2 separate regions of the Sus scrofa genome follow, and region 2 is linked to region 1. The links are chromatin contacts, called in public Hi-C maps. All regions are on one chromosome and are shown on one strand. Each heading gives the region's core, a stretch centred on a gene start, on an enhancer-like site or on the middle of the called end of the contact. The rest is flanking DNA. Distances are from core to core; before and after follow the strand shown.

What was found. A called contact is a pair of places that touch in the nucleus more often than the background predicts.
Region 2: a contact with region 1 is called in a Hi-C map of liver, with 2.6 times the contacts expected there. The contact joins the promoter of DCAF11 here to the promoter of TM9SF1 in region 1. A contact is called at or near these places in 2 of 5 promoter capture datasets (fetal liver and liver), 2 of 47 Hi-C or Micro-C datasets (heart right ventricle and liver) and 2 of 2 datasets of contacts at active chromatin or transcription factors (alveolar macrophages and skeletal muscle).

Annotation. Positions count from the first base shown.
Region 1 is chr7:75,102,686-75,105,385 of Sscrofa11.1, forward strand. It overlaps TM9SF1 (transmembrane 9 superfamily member 1), which reads left to right and starts at 1,286. Exons shown (of 6, transcript XM_013978190.2): 1 at 1,286-1,581; 2 at 2,215-2,572. The coding sequence starts at 2,231. It also overlaps a transcript of TSSK4 not described here.
Region 2 is chr7:75,179,785-75,182,484 of Sscrofa11.1, forward strand. DCAF11 (DDB1- and CUL4-associated factor 11) reads right to left here and starts at 1,353. Exons shown (of 15, transcript XM_001928359.5): 1 at 754-1,353; 2 at 284-651. The coding sequence starts at 438.

The DNA.
Region 1 (2,700 bases), core at 36-2,535:
GGATCCAAGGGGAGAGGTGACTAAGAGGCTAGCAAGATGGTTGTCATATTTTAAGTGAGGGCATGGGGCCAGAACCTAGGCAGCATGGAGAGCAATTTCGAAGATATTTGAGAGAAAAGCAGAGGAACCTTGGTGGCACTGATTTTAGCGGTGGGGTGGGGGTGGGGCGGTGTGGTTAATTGTGAAAGAGGCCCAGGTTTAGAGACCAGATGATTGTCATATACAAGACTATCCCAAAGCCACTCTAGCTTACTTTTCTAATTACAAAATTCTTTGTCCAAAAATCTTAGTCTCCTACTTCCAGGATCTGAACCTCCTCCTGTGGAGAGGAGGGCTGAAGTGAGTAAATGAAGGACTTTTCAAGCCATAAGCAACTCGAGACTTGTAGCTGTCTTTACTCAGGGAGAGGGACCCCTAAGTCAGCTTCCCGACATGTTGCTCCCAGGGGGCCAAACGAAGTCACAGTCCTGGGTTTTGATCTCCAGGGTAATTTGCCTAATGGCAGATCCCTTGACAAATGAGTGTAAACTTTTCCAGAGTAATCTGCGATACAAAATTAAGAAAGGCAGAGTTCCCATCCTGGCGCAACGGAAACGAATCTGATTAGGAAGTGTGAGGTTTCGGGTTCCATCCCTGGCCTCGCTCAGTGGGTTAAGGACCCGGCGTTGCTGTCAGCTGTGGTGTAGGTTGCAGACACTGCTGGATCTGGCGTTGCTGTGGCTGTGGTGTAGGCTCCGATTAGACCCATAGCCTGGGAACCTCCATATGCCTCGGGTGCGGCCCTAAAAAGCAAAAACAAACAAACCCAAAAAACAAAATTAAGCGAGGCTCAAACACATACACACAGGTAAATAAAAATAAAGACACAGAAATCAAAGCATGTTGAGATTCTTTACCTGCAATTTACATTAAGTGTCAGGGTGCCCAACTCACGGGGTAAAAGTGCAAACATCCTATTTCTTTGCGTGCTTCTACACCAGACCTGGCCCAGGCTCAGCTATCGCTGGACACAGGACGGTCGTTAAAAGATCATGGCTCCAGTACAGTCTTCGGAAGATGTATCACATATTTGGTTTGGGGCGAGAGGCCACTCATGACGGTTGGTAGAGCAATAGTCAGGTGAGATCCAGACTCTGCGATCCTTTCATGGGCTGTGTCCTCGCTGTCCTAGCATAGCGACGCCCAAAGCCTCACACCCGCCCGGGCTGGGGGCCCTGAACCGCCTCTCGGGGCTTGGCCTCAGCAGTGGGTGGCGAGTCCCATTGGTTGAGCCCGCAAATGCTTCGGACGTACACCAGGTGTGGGCGCAGCCGCCGCCCGGGCTCGGTGTCCTGGGTAGTCACTGGGCGCGCTGCGGGAACTGTTCTCAGGCGTCCAACCCAAACCTTGCCGGGAACAGGCGGCCCGCTTGGCGGCGACTCTTATCCAAAAGGGGCGTCTGTGTCCCCAAAGCCAGTTCTCAACCGCAGCCCCCTCCCGGGGAAAGCGGGAAGGATTGGAACAGCAACGGCCGCGGGGGGGGCGTGGCCCCCTGCTGGCTCCAGGAAGGGGCCGAGGTCCCCGCGGGTGAAGGCGGAAGTGGTAAGACTGACGTGTCCTGAGCTGCCCTTCCGATCGCCTGGAGGGCCCCCTGCCAAGCGACAGGCTAGGCAAGCCTCGCGGGGGCTCCAGAGCCGGGCCCGGCCTCTGGCAGTGGAAAGCTCCTTGCAGAACCCTTAAGTGAGCTGGGAGCGGTGTCTCGCGGTGTGATCGCAGCCGCTGCGATCAGGCACTGCAGCGGCCAGCCCCGTGGAGGTCAGTCGTCGGGTCCTCTCCAGGCCCCCGCTAGCGCGCCGCTCTGGGGGAGACCCCGGCAAGAGCGCAAGGGCTGCTGCGGGGCGGCAGAGGCCGCTGGCGGCGCCTCGGCCAGCCCTTCCCGCGCGGAGAGCACCCTGGGGCTGCGGCGGGAAGGTGCGAGGCCGCGTGGCGTTGCCATGGAAACGGGCTGGGGCGCGCGGGGAGGTCCGGAGCAGAAGGGCTAGCAGAGGGGGTACCCCAGGTTGAGAAGACTAGGGAGCAGAGGCAGAGCCCAGTGTTCGGTTTAGAGACGTGGTGTGGTGTGGCGGTTGGGGAGGTGGCCTCCTGAGGGAGGGTCGGAAGGGCCAAGGGGAGGAATTGGAGCCATTGGGCGTCGTTTGACCCTGGTTCCGATAACTGCAGGATTCCCCCAAACAGGTTCCGCTGCCTAAGGATGACAGTTCTAGGGCACCTTCGAAGTTGGAGCTGCCGGTGGTTGCCACTCTTGCTGCTGCTGGGCACAGGCCGTGAGCCAGGGGTGGAAGGTGTGACACACTACAAGGCCGGCGACCCCGTCATTCTGTATGTCAACAAAGTGGGACCTTATCATAACCCTCAGGAGACTTACCACTACTATCAGCTTCCAGTATGCTGTCCTGAGAAGATTCGTCACAAAAGCCTTAGCCTGGGTGAAGTGCTGGATGGGGACCGAATGGCTGAGTCTTTGTACGAGATCCGCTTTCGGGAGAATGTGGAGAAGAGAATTCTATGCCACATGCAGCTCAATTCCGCGCAGGTCAGCCTCTCCACATTGACTAGAACTTAGCCCTCCCTGCCAGGGACTAATAACGTGCCTTTACGGTTTGCAAAGCAGCTTTGTGGAAATGGGCCGAGTTGATAATAACTACAACCCCTTGTGGCAGG
Region 2 (2,700 bases), core at 103-2,602, 77 kb after region 1:
GAAAAATAATCTACATTTGTGTAGTCATAACTAAAAAGACTCCCCTGAACAGTTCCCTCAAACATAAGAGCAAGTCATCTAGCTGACCCTCCCTAGGCAAAACCCACTCTTACTGGGTATGAAGCTGAGTGCCCTGAGTGTCCAGCAGGGAGGGATGTTCTGCTCAAACAGAAAGGTAGTCCTGGGATAATCCCACTTCCTATTATCTGTAACTTCCCTGATTGGAGCTGGGATCAAGGGACTGTGGTGGCGCCTGGTGGGGACACACCAGAGGGTAAGTTACCTGCGTAGGAGATAGGCCAGTACCTGGGCCAGATCCACATCTTCATCCTCCTCTTCCTCTTCCTCACTCCGACGCAGGCCAGCCCCTCTTCGGGGCAAGCCCTCGGAGGGGTCTCCGGACCCAGTTCCTGCACTGCTGCTGTTCCGTGATCCCATCTTCTGGTCACAGCATCCTTAAGTCCTGTGCAGGGACTCCTCCTGTCACCTCCTTGGGTTTGATGAAAGCAAACCCTGCTCTAGAAATACCAGGGTCTCCTGAGGTACGGCGGTAGCTATAACTAGGAAGGCTACACTTCTTAGGGACTGAGAACCCTTCTCCTTGGCCTGTAACAACTCCCAAAGCTTCGGGAACACAAACCTTTCCCAATCCTGTGAAGCAAAAAAAAACAGAGTGAAGTCTAGGGCGTGACCTTAGCTCACCAGTAAGAATCCTTTGAAGAGGAATTTCTCAGTTTTCTACCTCAAACTCACCTATCAAAGTCCCTGAGGGTGGGGTGGATTCCCAGGTAACCTCTCAGGCCGACCAATCAAAAACCCTCGCAGAAGAAAGCGCCTCATTAGCTTATCCCATCTAACCAATCAGAAGCCTTAGGACCCCCCGACGCCCCCCTTACCGGCCAATCAGCACACTCCCTCCCAAAAGCCGGCGGCAGCGACAACCAATGAAGTTAAAACTCCACTTAACCCCCTCCTTCCTCGCCTCACGCCCACGTGGTGTGCCAGGGATGTGTAAGCTAAGGGGGGTAGGCCTGCGAGAGACCACCCACCAGCCAGGAGAGGTCTCAGGACCCGCAGCGGCGCAAGGCCTTGTTTACACCGACTGCCCTCCGGCGTCGGCCAACAGCTCCTTCGTCACGCGCTTCCTTCGTCACGCATCTCCAGGCTCTGCCGCCGGCGGACTGCAACGTCACGCGACGCCCCTGACGGCCCCGCCCCCTTGGCCCGCTCACTGGACAGCTGAGAGCGGTGATTGACAGATGGGCGGGAGAAAGTGTGTGATGAGTGCTAGGGGAGGGGAAAGCGCGCGATCCAGGAGGAGCGGTCGCTTCTGGTTGGGAGGCGTTAAGTGCGGAACTGGCTGCTTCTTGAATCAGAAACAACGGAACTAGACCTCATGGGCGAGGGGCGGGGCTTACAAAAGAAGTTTGTGATTCGCTGCCCAGAGGTGTCTTAACAAGGGAAATAATTTGCTGTCAGTCCCTTAACAACATTTAGCTTCGCACTTTTCAGAGGATCTCTAAGGGGCCTCTCTTTCCTCCCCTAGGCACGACCCCCTCCCCCGCCCCCACTTCGCTCTCTAGCACTGCTTTTTTTCTCAGGCTGCAGCTTCAGCCGGTCCGGTCCTAAGCGGTGCGCGGCTCTTTTGGGAATGCGTTCGCGTCACAGATGCACCTAGGCCTTCACACCCTCCCTTCCGGGCGTAGCTTCCGGAAGCCTTGTTCTCTTGGGGACCGCCCTTTCTAGACCTTCCGTTAGTCACTCAGGCAACTTTTTAGATGACCCCTGGCTTCGCAGTCTTTGTAGACGCTCCCTAGTGCATCCGCGGGTCCTCACTGACCTTTCATTATGGTCAGTTCGCCTCTGATTCTAACCCTAACCCTAACCCTGGGAGGATTCGAAGACTTTCCTTAGACCCTCTGTCCTTGGGGCGCCTCTGCGCAGGACCAGGGTGTGCACGCGCGGCGCCTCCTACCCCCTCCTACCCCTTCCTCCGGGTTTATGAGTAACTCGGCAGAGTTCAAGGACGAGACTTGTGTACCTAGGGATCCTCGCCCAGGCTGGGGGGTTGTGGGTCGATTGACCGTGCTGGGCGCCTAGGCCCGGGGTCCAAGCTGCCTCTCAGTGCCCCCAGCCGGGACGCTTAATTAAAAGTGCTGCCCAGAGCCTCCTGAGGGCAGGAGGGATGAGGGAGGCGGGCTTTAATTTGGGCTCTCCTGGGGCTCACTCTCCCTGGGTAGGCGAGGGTGTGGTTATCCTTCTGGTGATACCCCTTGGTTTCTAGATCGCTAGATCAGAGCTAGCTTATTATCTCTGGTCACCAGGGCCAGCTTCATGGGTGTGCGACCTGTACAGAACCCACGCTTGGTTTAATGTTCTGTTATCACACTTTGAAATTCTTTTTTTTTTTTCTTCTGCTCTTTGGGCCGCCCCCCCCCCCCGACATATGAAGGTTCCCAGGCCAGGGGTTAAATTGGAGCTACAGCTGCCGGCCTACACCACAGTCACAGCAACGCCGGATCCTTTACCCCACTGAGTGAGGCCAGGGATCTAACAGGCGTCCTCCTGGATTCTAGTTGGATTAGTTTCCGCTGCGCCATGACAGGGAACTCCCCACAGAGCAATTATTGACCGTAGTAAGACACTGGAAACAAAAGATCCAAACGCACTGCTACAGGTTAAATAAATTATGGTTCATAT